Regions from separate parts of the Rattus norvegicus genome. Here regions 1 and 3 are each linked to region 2. A link is a contact called in public Hi-C data. All regions are on one chromosome and are shown on one strand. The core of a region is the stretch at or near the end of the contact, and the rest is flanking DNA. Distances in the headings are between cores, read along the strand shown. Region 1 overlaps Cers6 (ceramide synthase 6). Region 2 has its middle 71 kb from the start of Cers6. Region 3 overlaps Cers6 (ceramide synthase 6).

Region 1 (3,847 bases), core at 1,146-3,645, 190 kb after region 2:
AGGAGGTCAAGTGGCTTCAGTAAGAGAATACTTCTTTGTTCAAAATAAAGCACCCAAGAGAGAACGAGAATGTTGTAAATAAGAGACTGTGTAGGAACTTGAGTGTGTGACAACCTCTTCCTTTTGGAAAGGAAGAAAGAAACCCCCCAGCTACTCACAGTACAGTAATTAACAAAAGGTCTTCTTTTTTCTCCCTCCACGTGTACTGGAAAGGTACATGGTTTTTGTTCTCTTATCAGACATTCCTTTTGTAGCTGATACCTGGCAAAGTCAAGTGGTTTATTAAAAGAATGGGGAGTTTTAATGCTTCATATATGTAAATGCTTTATAAATAATATTTGGCATTCTCAGAATCATGGAAAACACAGCTACAGGATTAATGAAAAACATAACTCTTAATTTCTCAGCCACTACAGAAAGAACTCCTGACCATCTCTGCAAGATTCTTACCAATCTTGTGTTCCCCAGTAGAGCAATATTCTTTAATCAGCGTGTCTTAATTTCCTTGTACAGTTATATTAAGTACCACACTCATATGACATTGAACAGTTAACACAAAGGCTGAACCTTTTGTCAGAGAGTCCATTAGGCCCGGGGAAAGGAGATGTGTATAGAAGGCTTTTGCTGGGACCAGGCCATGATAATCTACTTCCCTTGAGATCCTTTGCTGCCTCAGGAACAAGAGAAACATGGGCCTGAAGAGGCCACTGAGAGTTAAGTGAGCAGGTTGTAATAGCAGCACTTGACATTTGTAAAGCTCTGTCATTTCCAAGGCTTCTCTGTAAGCATTATTAAATTCCAAATCACGGCACTTCTCTGGTACAGGATCAGGAAGTAGAGAGTCTTCCTCCTTTCTCTGTGCATTTCTTTCTACTTCCCTTCTTCTTTTTAACACTTAGGGAAACAGGTACTCTGAGAGACTGAACAAATTGGGTGAGAAGTCACACTGTAGAAAAATGGGAACCAGGCTGCTTGTTTGGGAAGAGAACTACCCGGAGGTCCACCCCCACTTCTCTCTCATTTTCTAGTCACACAAGCCTGTCTCTCATTTTCCTTCATTCTCGTTCTCTCCCGGACATGGAGGACAGTTACATGTGAGGTGTAAGAGTTGGTAACCTGAGGATGCTCCCTGTGAGTCACTGCTTTATACGGAAGGGCAATAAATTCTTGGCCTTTCTATATTTTCCTTCTGAAGCTTTTATGCTTCCCTAAAAACGAGAGTGTAGTTGGAAACAGTTAAGAACAGAGAAAATGTCACTGTATTTAGAAATAATCATTTCCAGAATGAATTCAACTGTGACGTTCTGGAGTTTATCATTTTGTCTTGAGTGATTTCTGACAGTACACAGGTTAGTGACTGTCCCTGCCTAAAGTGTATCTTTTTATATTAAAAAAGAAACATTGTTTTCGGAAGATACTTCCGAGAAGAGCTAGCTTGTTGATGCTCCTTTGATATCGGTGCACTGTTTGAAGCCTATGTAAAGACTTTCGGGTGCTTGAAGACTTGTGTTGAGGACCCTCTGTACCTTTCAGGAACAGAGACTACTCTGTCTGGTGCCTGATTGATGCGTACGTTCATTAGTGTCACTGATCTGTCAGTCGATCCCTACAAGCAGGAGGTACAGCTGGTTATACATAGACATGAACTTTCTAGGAGGCTAGGAGAGCAGAGCCCTGGGAGGAGGGGGGAATAGGGTATCGAACCCAGAACCTAGGACGTCAGAGGAAAACACTACACCACTACAGTCCAGCCCTAAACTTGGCACCTTAAAAAGAGCATCAGATGTATTTGGGTACTTCATATGAACTTTGATTTTCTTGGGGAAGTGAAGAGAGTGGTCCTTCCATTAAAGGGGTTTTGAATGAAGGAAACTACCTAACCAGTGCTTCTATAGCGTAAGTTTTGATCTGCCATAGAGACAAGGTGTTGTATCTTAAGCTTTCCTTAAGAACCTTCTTAAGGCTCAAGAGTATCTTAAAGCCTCAAGAATTTGGCATTGTGAAGGGACACAACTTTTTCCCTCTTTCTCTCCAGGTGTCCGTTATCCTCAAAAAACAGTTTTATCTTCCTTATAAATTAATTTAACAAGAGTTTAGTTGTTAGGAATGTTTTAATAAGTAGTGTGGTTCAGGACATAAGCATTTTTATAGGCAAGTTAGCTTTCAAAGTTTTTCATCTCTACTAGTTGGATTTTTCAGATATTTATAAAAAAAAAATGCAGGACTCGGGGTTGGGGATTTAGCTCAGTGGTAGAGCACTTGCCTAGCAAGCCCAAGGCCCTGGGTTCGGTCCCCAGCTCCAAAAAAAGAAAAGAAAAAAAAATGCAGGACTCGAATGAGCTCTGTACTCAACTTCACCCGGGAGAAGCCTGTACTACCTGGCAGAGCCCAAATGGTTTTGCCTTGTTGTAGGTATGCATCAGAGCTTATGACCTTGAGCTACTGTGTCCAGTGTAACCTGTACACAAAATCCTGCACATTTAAGCATCCTCCCTTTCTTGGCTAGTTTTATGTTGAGTTGACACAAGGTAGAGTCATTTGGGAAGAAGGGCTCTGAATTGAGAAAATGCTTAAATGACATTTGCCTGTAGGCAAATCCATCATGCATTTCTTGGTCAGTGATTGCTGTAGAAAGTCCCAGCCCATTGTGGGTTGCTTCATGCCTGGCAGGTGGTTCTGGAGCGAGTAAGAAGGCAAGCTAAGCAAACCATGGCACAGTACGGCAGCACTCTTTCGTGGCCTTTGATTCAGCCTAGAGTTCCTGGCCTGAGTTCTCTGGATGATTGATTCATAAGCTGTGAGATAAAATAAACCCTTTCCTCCCCAAGTTGATTTTGGTCACAGTATTTAATCTCAGCAATAAAAACCTTAACTAAGACACCCTCTGTGCCACCTCACCATAAACACCATAAATATTATAGATGACACAGTGCCTGCCCAGCCCCGGGTGAACTCACCACCTTCTCATTCTCAATTAGAATTGGGAAATTGTTATACCTTTCTCAGAGCAAAGGAAAGGGCTTCAAGATTGTTTCAGGGTTGCTCCAGAGCCCTCGCATACCTCTCCAGAAGTAGGAAAAACTTTGTCCTACCGTCTGACGTGAGGTTCCCTAGAACCCCTGAGGCAGCATGATCTCATCTACCTGACAAGTGATCCAGAGTTGTGGTCATTTGTGTGTCTATTTCATCTTGCCTGTAAATGGGAATTCATCTAAAAGTCATCTGTCCAAGGTTTGTGGCATCTAGCTGAATGGCTTGTACTTACTAACTCTTGGTATTAAATTAAATTGATCTAGTGGCTTTGTAATACTCACATATGAATAGCTGTTATATCCACTTTCTACTTTGTATAGCATTGGGCAGTTAACTACCACCCATCTCTGCTGATATTGTACAAAATACCTTCAGTGTGTCTGTTGGCATCATACTCTGTGGGTTAGTGTACATTAACTTCCAGACAAACACAGAACGGTCGCTGAGGAGATTGCAGTCCCTCTGTCAGATGCCTCACCGTCCCCACCACCCAGCACTGGTTACACATCAGCCCACATCCTATGATTCAACGAGGCAAATTGGCTGGATGTACTCTACTTCACAAAGGTGCATAAAAATATCCGTGCCAGCTGACAGAGCAGGTGGATGTCTTTTCCCACCCAGAATTTCACAGAAAAAAAAAAAAAGTAAAAAGAAAGATAGCAACAGCAACAAGACCCTCTGTACTATCCCACAGAAGCTTGCAGCCTACTCTGGGAAATAATTTTGAACCAGCTTCCACATGATTACGACTCTCAGTGCAAAAGATCTGTTGTTGTTGTTGTTGTTGTTGTCGTCGTCGTTGTTGTTGTTG
Region 2 (3,627 bases), core at 408-2,907:
ATGCAGAACTGTTTCCCTGCGTACAAACTGTATCCAAATAAACATCGTGCTAACAAAAACACGAGTTAACTACGTAATAAACTTTAGGGATTTGTGTGAGGGCTGCCAGGGCAGGATTACAGCACCTGAAGAGTGCTAGGCTCCCTCCGGCATCGTGAATAACTCGAGGAGAGCCACAAGTCCTGGAGAGGTAAAAGTCTTGCTCCCAAGCGTCTCCCTGAGCCATCTGTACAGATTGTCAAAATGCCAGAATAAATCATTTTACTCTTACAGCGAGACGAAACCTTTGGGGACTTGTTAATTTTCAAGCTGCTATTCTTTGCCATTTGGAGCTTCACTTCAAGCCTCTTCAGAGCTGATGAGCAAAGACTGCCAGCCCTATGTAAGTGGGAAGCGTAGCTCTTGAGTCCAGCAGATTATGGGTCCTCGTGCAATTAAAGTGGAGGGGAAGCCTGGGAACAATTTGTTAATCTCCGTGGCCTTTTGTCTGCAGAAACCGAATTATAAGATAGACTTATGTCCAGATCATATTTGCGGTCAGGGAAGGATTCAACATTTATTCAGACTATGTAGATTGATTGCCTCTTATGGCTATTAACATCCAGGGGCGTGGTCTGCTTACCCACCAGTAAAGGAAATCACCCCAAATCAAAATGGTGAGTACTGTGATGTTCAGAAAGTATAGTTTTTCAATTCTCCTTTTTTAACTGTTGCCAATGATCACAGAGGGATGAAAGGGGAAGGAGGGTATGTAGGGTGAGCTCTGCAGAAGTGCTCTGGGCAGCTCATTCGCCCCTTATCCTATCTCGACTGTGTTTTCCATTTTCCACCTTGCTCTGGTCTCCAAGTCCTTCACTCTCCTCTTCCTGTTCCCTCTGGCTTCTGGACTTGTGGGAGCCCCACAAACAACCGAATCTCAAGTTCAGCCATCTCCTGCAAACCTCCTGGCCTAACTGTGCTTGCCTGGTGTCTGCTCTCTCTCCCTTCAGCCCCAGCTCCTGCCACTCACCACTCACCAAACTTCATAGCTCCCCACTGCTGTTGTATTGCTATTTTCTCTGAATTGAAACATTCCCTCCTGGAGGGAGGAGGGAGAATCACAAGACTGAAGAATCTCAGACCATTAAAGACTCACAGGGCCCCCAGTCTAAGGTTATAAAATCAGGGCAGGGCCGGGGGAGGGGATGCATCCCTGTGGATTTGCTGCAAATCAGCCTGAGAACTTTTGAGTTACAGCTTCCCTGGGTGGTCACTCATACCAGCTGGGCAGGCTTTCCAGTGATGCCTCTGCCTTGAAGTCATTCATTTCATATGGAAACCCCTTCTGGATGCTTCTGTAAGGAACCCCAATAAACCCCTTGCTTCACCAAAGTGGATTTGGGTGGAACTGTTTGGTCTGTCTTTGGTGTCTTATGTGGAATGAATAAAGGTTTGTTCATGTCTCCCTGGGAGAGGCCACATAATATTTCACACACACCGACCCCTGCAGGACCAGGGATTAAGAGGACCTGGTATTAGCAGTCCCAGCAGTACTAATAGCAGGGACTTTATCGCCTGGTTCTCTTGAACTCATTCTTTTGTCAATAAGAGTCTCCTTACTAACCCACAACGATCAAGTCCATGAATGTGCTGTTTCCTGGCATAACTGTGACACACAGCCCTTTCCTAATGTTGAAATTCCTACCGAATTACTTAATAGTTTGTGCTGTTACAGATTGCAATATGAAAAGTCTTTCGAAACAGATGCTCTCCTTTGAAACAGTGAACTTTTAGGAAATGGACATGTTTACAAGTGAAGGTATTTGGTAATCAGACAGTAAGTGAGAACAGTTTTCTCAGTGAGTCCAGGAAAGTGTTTTAGGGCCTTAGACTGGCTATCAAAAGCACCTGGAACCCTGACACGAGGGAGTGAGGGGTGGGGGAGACCCTAAAGGGGAGGCCGGCCTAGATGACAAGATAATCCCAGTCTCATTAAAAAAAAAAAAGGAGACCTCTTTTCTAGTTTCTTCATGCCCATAAGAAGTCCTGGGATCTGTTGCTTCACCTTAGACTGTCCTCTGGCCTTGCACCCCAGACCTGGGACTTTGGGCAAAGGATAAAGTCAGTTGCTCGCCTTGTCTCCCAACTGCAGCCACTAAGTAAGGAAGCCAAGAGGTTCTGTAGCAGGACACATGCTTTCAAGTTCTCCTATCACTCTTGCTTTGCTTCCCAGTTTCTGTTTCCTATAAAACACCTCTCTCTTCCCCCTCCTTCCTACTATTTATTCAATGGCACATCCATAACTGATAGGAACGAGAAGTCCCACTGGCATTTTTTTTTTTTTTTTTTTGCTTTAGGGTTTTAGGTTTGTTTCTGTTGCTGTTGTTCTGTTGTTGTTGCTGTTGTTTTGAGACAGAGTTTCTATCTGTGTAGCTCTGGCTCTCCTGGAACTCACTCTAGATCAGGCTGGCCTTGAACTCTAAAAGATCTGCCTGCTTCTGCCTCCTGAGTGATGAGATTGAAGGTGTGTGCCACCACTTCCCAGCTAAGGCAAATATTTTAATTAATAATAAGAATAAAAGAATGGATTCAAAGCCTCTCCCCTAAACTTTCTTTTTTTTTTTTATTTATGTATTTAATGTATGTGAGTACACTGTAGCTGTCTTCAGACACACCAGAAGAGGGCATCAGATCTCATTACAGATGGTTGTGAGCCACCATGTGGTTGCTGAGATTTGAACTCAGGACCTCTGGAAGAGCGGTCAGTGCTCTTAACCGCTGAGCCATCTTTTCAGCCCTCCCCTAAATTTTCTATCTAACCCCATAGCCTTCCTGGACGGAAGAAAGGATGTGGTGCTAGCTGAAGGTGTTGGGAATGGCGGCCTAGTCTTTCTCTAACTACCTTTAGCTCCACTCACCGTTACAAATCACCCCGGTGTTTCACTTCTGCACACACATGAAATGTTTTGAACTTGTTGACATCTGGCCATTCCTGTGGGAAGGTTGCATATTTAAATGTCATCCAGGAAGAGCTGTAGTCCAAAAAGACTGAGCGCAGCTGCTCCAATGAGAAACTAATAGGCATGCCGTGGCTGCAGGAAGTCCCCAGTGAAGTGCTACAACTTGAGAGAGGAGTTCTTTACTGTAGTGGTTCCATTATTATATCCCCGTATTTCGAGTGGGTCTTATCTGTGGAACATTGCTTCTCCGTTTTTCCCTTGTATCATAGGACACAGTTTTCAAACCCTCAGCTTCTTAACTGGTCCACCCCATTTGCTTCACCTCCCACTCTCTCTCAAGGAGAATAAAAAAAAAAAATTAACCTACTTTCTGATGTTTGAGTTCATCAGTCCAGGCCTTTTGATGTTAGCAAATGGGGCTGTTTTCATGTTTCTATTATTACAGTGTGCTCACACCGAGTTGTTTCTCTGAAAGCAAAAAGAAGAGTGTGGTTTAATAGGATCCAGTACTAGGAGGATGACAGTGTGTGCACTCCATTAACAAGATGAGACAGAAGCCATTCTTGTCTTATGGGCTTGTGAACAGAAGGGTTGTTGTTGTTGTTACTACTACCATTGTCTGAAATTTAGCTTAATCTCTCCATTTCTCATTTTAATGGCTTTTTTTCACAAAAAAAGAAAAAGAAAC
Region 3 (3,453 bases), core at 90-2,589, 250 kb after region 2:
CTATTACAATGCTTGGCACCTCTATTTTCATTTGATCAGAGTAGTTTTGTATATTCTGACACAGCTGTTTTTTTCTGGTTTCTACACAAAATAGGCATTTGGCCGCCACCAGACCTGTTTAGTAGCTGGCACAGGTGTTAATATGGAACCGATTCTCTCGCTGCTGTCTGCCATTAGACACTGTAGCTCTAGGCTGCCCTTTTGCCTCTCTGACTGGCCCCATAAGTCTCCAGCAGCTCCCTACCATTCCACTCCCATCAGGAAGATCTGCTCTTCCAGCCATTGGTTATTTATGATATATACTGGCTGCCAGACACTCTCCACTTTCTATGTGGCGGTGTTAACTCAGCTGTCTGAAATCATCCTTTCCTCATCTTGGAATGGACCTGTTAAAGCCCTGTGAGCAGTGGAGGCTAAAAGCAGCTTTGGGAAACTGGCTATGTGTGAGGTCCTTAAAAGTAATTAGCAGGACTCAGGTTCCCTTGTTAAATCACAGCAAGCCAAACGATCATTTCAAACAAAGGCCGGGTCTTAAAAAGGCTAAACAAGAGTTCCTTTCAGTTTATAAATCATTTCTCTACACTGTAATCACATGCCTTTTGTTGTTTTTGTTTATCTTGAGACAGGGAAGTTTTTATTCTGTAGCCCACGTTGGGCTCAGACATGCCGCCTGAGCCTGCCTCCTGGGTGCTAAGATTACAGGCCCCAGCCGTCACACTCAGATTTAGAGATCAGCGTTTTTACGGAGTCGTTTTATCAGTCTTTTAAAAATGATAGGATATTCAAAGATTCATCCTCCTTTTCAACATTATTTTTTTCCACCAAAAATCTAGAGATTCAAAACGAGGGGAGAGCCTTCCAATCCCTTCTGTGTTTGAGAAAGAATACGATGATTTGTTCATTTCCAAAGTTGGGACTTAACTGCTCAGTGGGGGACACTGCTATTAAAGGAAGGGCCTGGCGAAAGCCCAGTGGACTTATAATTTAAATACATGCTACAAAAAAGTGTAAGCCTTCCTGAAGATTTTTCCTTACTTTTTTTTTTCTTATAGTTTTCTTTCGTTTAAAAAAAATAGTTAAGATACCATCAAAACTATCAGGCATTCTCTCTGTTCCCTCGAGGCTTACCATGTGTTCCAATTCTGGGCTTTGGCCACCTGTTCTCAGTGAGCATTTTTCTGTGCATCTACATTTTCCAAGACAAGCTAATAAATACTCTGTTCCATTCAGAACAGCTTGCTTATGTCTAAACCGCATGTCCCTTCTAAAGCCACTGCTGCTGCTTGGCTCAAAGGCCCGGGCCTTCGGCCAATGGGGCCCTGCTCATGTTCAGACAGGCCTCCTTGGAGCAGTTCCAGACCCTGGCTGGTAATATCTGCCTGGTGCTTTCTCTTGTTCTAGAAGGAGCACTACATCTTGTCAAATAGTCTTGACAGAGAGAGATTTAGTGATGAAATATAGCACAAGGAAAACTTGGTGACTGGCATGTTTGGTTCCCTTGTAACTTTTGGTGGAAACACTTATGTCCACTACTGTGGGGCTTTAGCTCTCTTACAGAGCCTACCCGTGTCCCAGACCTTTCCTATAGAGTAAAAGGAAATGCATCTTTAATTCCCTGTAAGGACCCAGTGTACCCTAGATTGAATTGGAAGTAATATACACTAAATTAACACCATGTTCAGTGGATAAAAATGAGTAACACCTGGCACATAGTAATCAAAATTTAACCAAATCTAAGCCGAGAACTAAAACTAAACTAGTGTTCATAGATTTACATATTTCTGATCAATCAAAATCAACATGGTAATCATAAAAAGAGCGTAAGCAAATGTGAGTACGTCTTTCCTTTCCCCAAAGAAGAACATTTGAAAAGCAGCTACCATTAATTCACAGGGGGGGGCCATTTTAGCATAATAAGAAAAACATATCTTATACTAAAGAATGACCCCTTAAATTCACCATCATGAGAAAGTATCGAGACCCCTTCCCTGTCCAGCACAGTCCCCAGTGTGACCTTGAAGAGAAGGTTACTTTGCCTTTCTGTGTCTTTCTTGGTTTTCTGAGCTAAGAAAGGAGGTCTCAGAACCTGTCCCGTGGTAATGTCCCAAGCATAAATAAGCAGCACAGAAACTGAACTGATTCCTACTGCACCAGCAAGGCAGGGTTCACTCTTTTACCTCTACTAGGATGAATGCTGCTAGAGCTCACATGAATAAATCCTCCTGGAAATTCTTTGTCACCAGGTTCAGAGCCTGTGCCATGCTAGCACCAATGGGACAAACTTGGCCACCTATCTTCAATAAGCCAGCTACAGAGACGCATAGATAGTGAGAAGCAGACTCAGCTGCTAAAATACTTGTTGCAAAAATGTGAAGAGCTCAGTTTGGATCCCCAACATCTGTGTAAAAGCTGGGCTTGACAGTAGAAGGAAATCTGTTTATGTATGTGGCCATGAAGAAATCTAGTGACAAAACACACACACAAACTCACATAGATACACAGACACACAGATTTACACACACACATACACATTCTCACATACACCATGCACACACAAACTCACACATAACGCACACACAAACTCACATACACAATACACACACACCATACACACACAAACTCACATACACCATACACACACAAACTCACATAGATACACAGACACACAAACTTACACACACACACATACACCATACACACACAAACTCACATATACCATACACACACACACACACACACACACACACACACACACACACACACACACACCCCAGTCTATCTTCAGGGTACTAGCACGAGATTTTAGTTTAAACAGAGGACCACAAATATTGGTCCTCTTGGCTAAACAATTCTGGTCAAGGTACGCTCTACACCTCGATCCACTATTGCCTCAGCTCGTCTCTCCTTCAACTGTGTGAAATCTCTTTCCGGGAGACTAGTCTCTCCTCTGCCGGCACCAGGCTTCAGCCTTTTTCTTCTGCCAGCATGAGATTCCTGGACATTTCTATTTTAGGGACCATTGTTTCAATAGTCTCAGCAGCCGAAGTAAGTGGCATGTGTTTTCTGAACATCTTCACGTCTGCCAGATTGAGCATTACCTCTTCAGTGCTTTTGAGGAATGTAAAGGTGTCCTGAGACCCTGGTGTGTGAGCATTGTCTTTCATAAGAGTGACTTGAGTCACATCAAAGTCAGATTGTATCAAGTGGTCCTCTTCTTTCCTGAAAGGCTAAGCTCTCACTGGGTGACATCCATCGATGCTCAGATGGGTGGAAAATGATAAGCTGCTCCCTAGTGCCTCTCACCCTCTTCCTCAGGCATTTGACAGTCTGAGGTTTCTACTTAGGAATGTAGTCATGATCCAAGCCTACACCCCATTTCTGACACACACACACACACACACACATACACACACACACACACACACACACACACACACACACAGAGAGAGAGAG

Evidence for each region. A called contact is a pair of places that touch in the nucleus more often than the background predicts.
Region 1: a contact with region 2 is called in a Hi-C map of liver, with 2.4 times the contacts expected there. The contact joins two enhancer-like sites. A contact is called at or near these places in 3 of 12 Hi-C or Micro-C datasets (kidney and liver).
Region 3: a Hi-C map of liver shows a contact between it and region 2, with 2.5 times the contacts expected there. The contact joins two enhancer-like sites. A contact is called at or near these places in 8 of 12 Hi-C or Micro-C datasets (the A7r5 cell line, frontal cortex, hepatocytes and 4 more).

Annotation. Positions count from the first base shown.
Region 1 is chr3:74,151,021-74,154,867 of GRCr8, forward strand. The region is part of intron 3 of Cers6 (ceramide synthase 6); the gene reads left to right. Among named protein-coding and RNA genes, the nearest start is that of Cers6, 110 kb to the left of the region's middle. Within about 2 kb of position 2,396, at least 2 of the 93 cell types and tissues checked have an H3K27ac peak or open chromatin away from gene starts, as enhancers often do. A contact at or near this core is called in liver, where this site is marked.
Region 2 is chr3:73,965,879-73,969,505 of GRCr8, forward strand. No RefSeq gene overlaps it. Among named protein-coding and RNA genes, the nearest start is that of Cers6, 71 kb to the right of the region's middle. Within about 2 kb of position 1,658, at least 6 of the 93 cell types and tissues checked have an H3K27ac peak or open chromatin away from gene starts, as enhancers often do. A contact at or near this core is called in liver, where this site is marked.
Region 3 is chr3:74,219,347-74,222,799 of GRCr8, forward strand. All of the region lies in intron 6 of Cers6 (ceramide synthase 6), which reads left to right. Among named protein-coding and RNA genes, the nearest start is that of Nostrin, 92 kb to the right of the region's middle. Within about 2 kb of position 1,340, at least 12 of the 93 cell types and tissues checked have an H3K27ac peak or open chromatin away from gene starts, as enhancers often do. A contact at or near this core is called in liver, where this site is marked.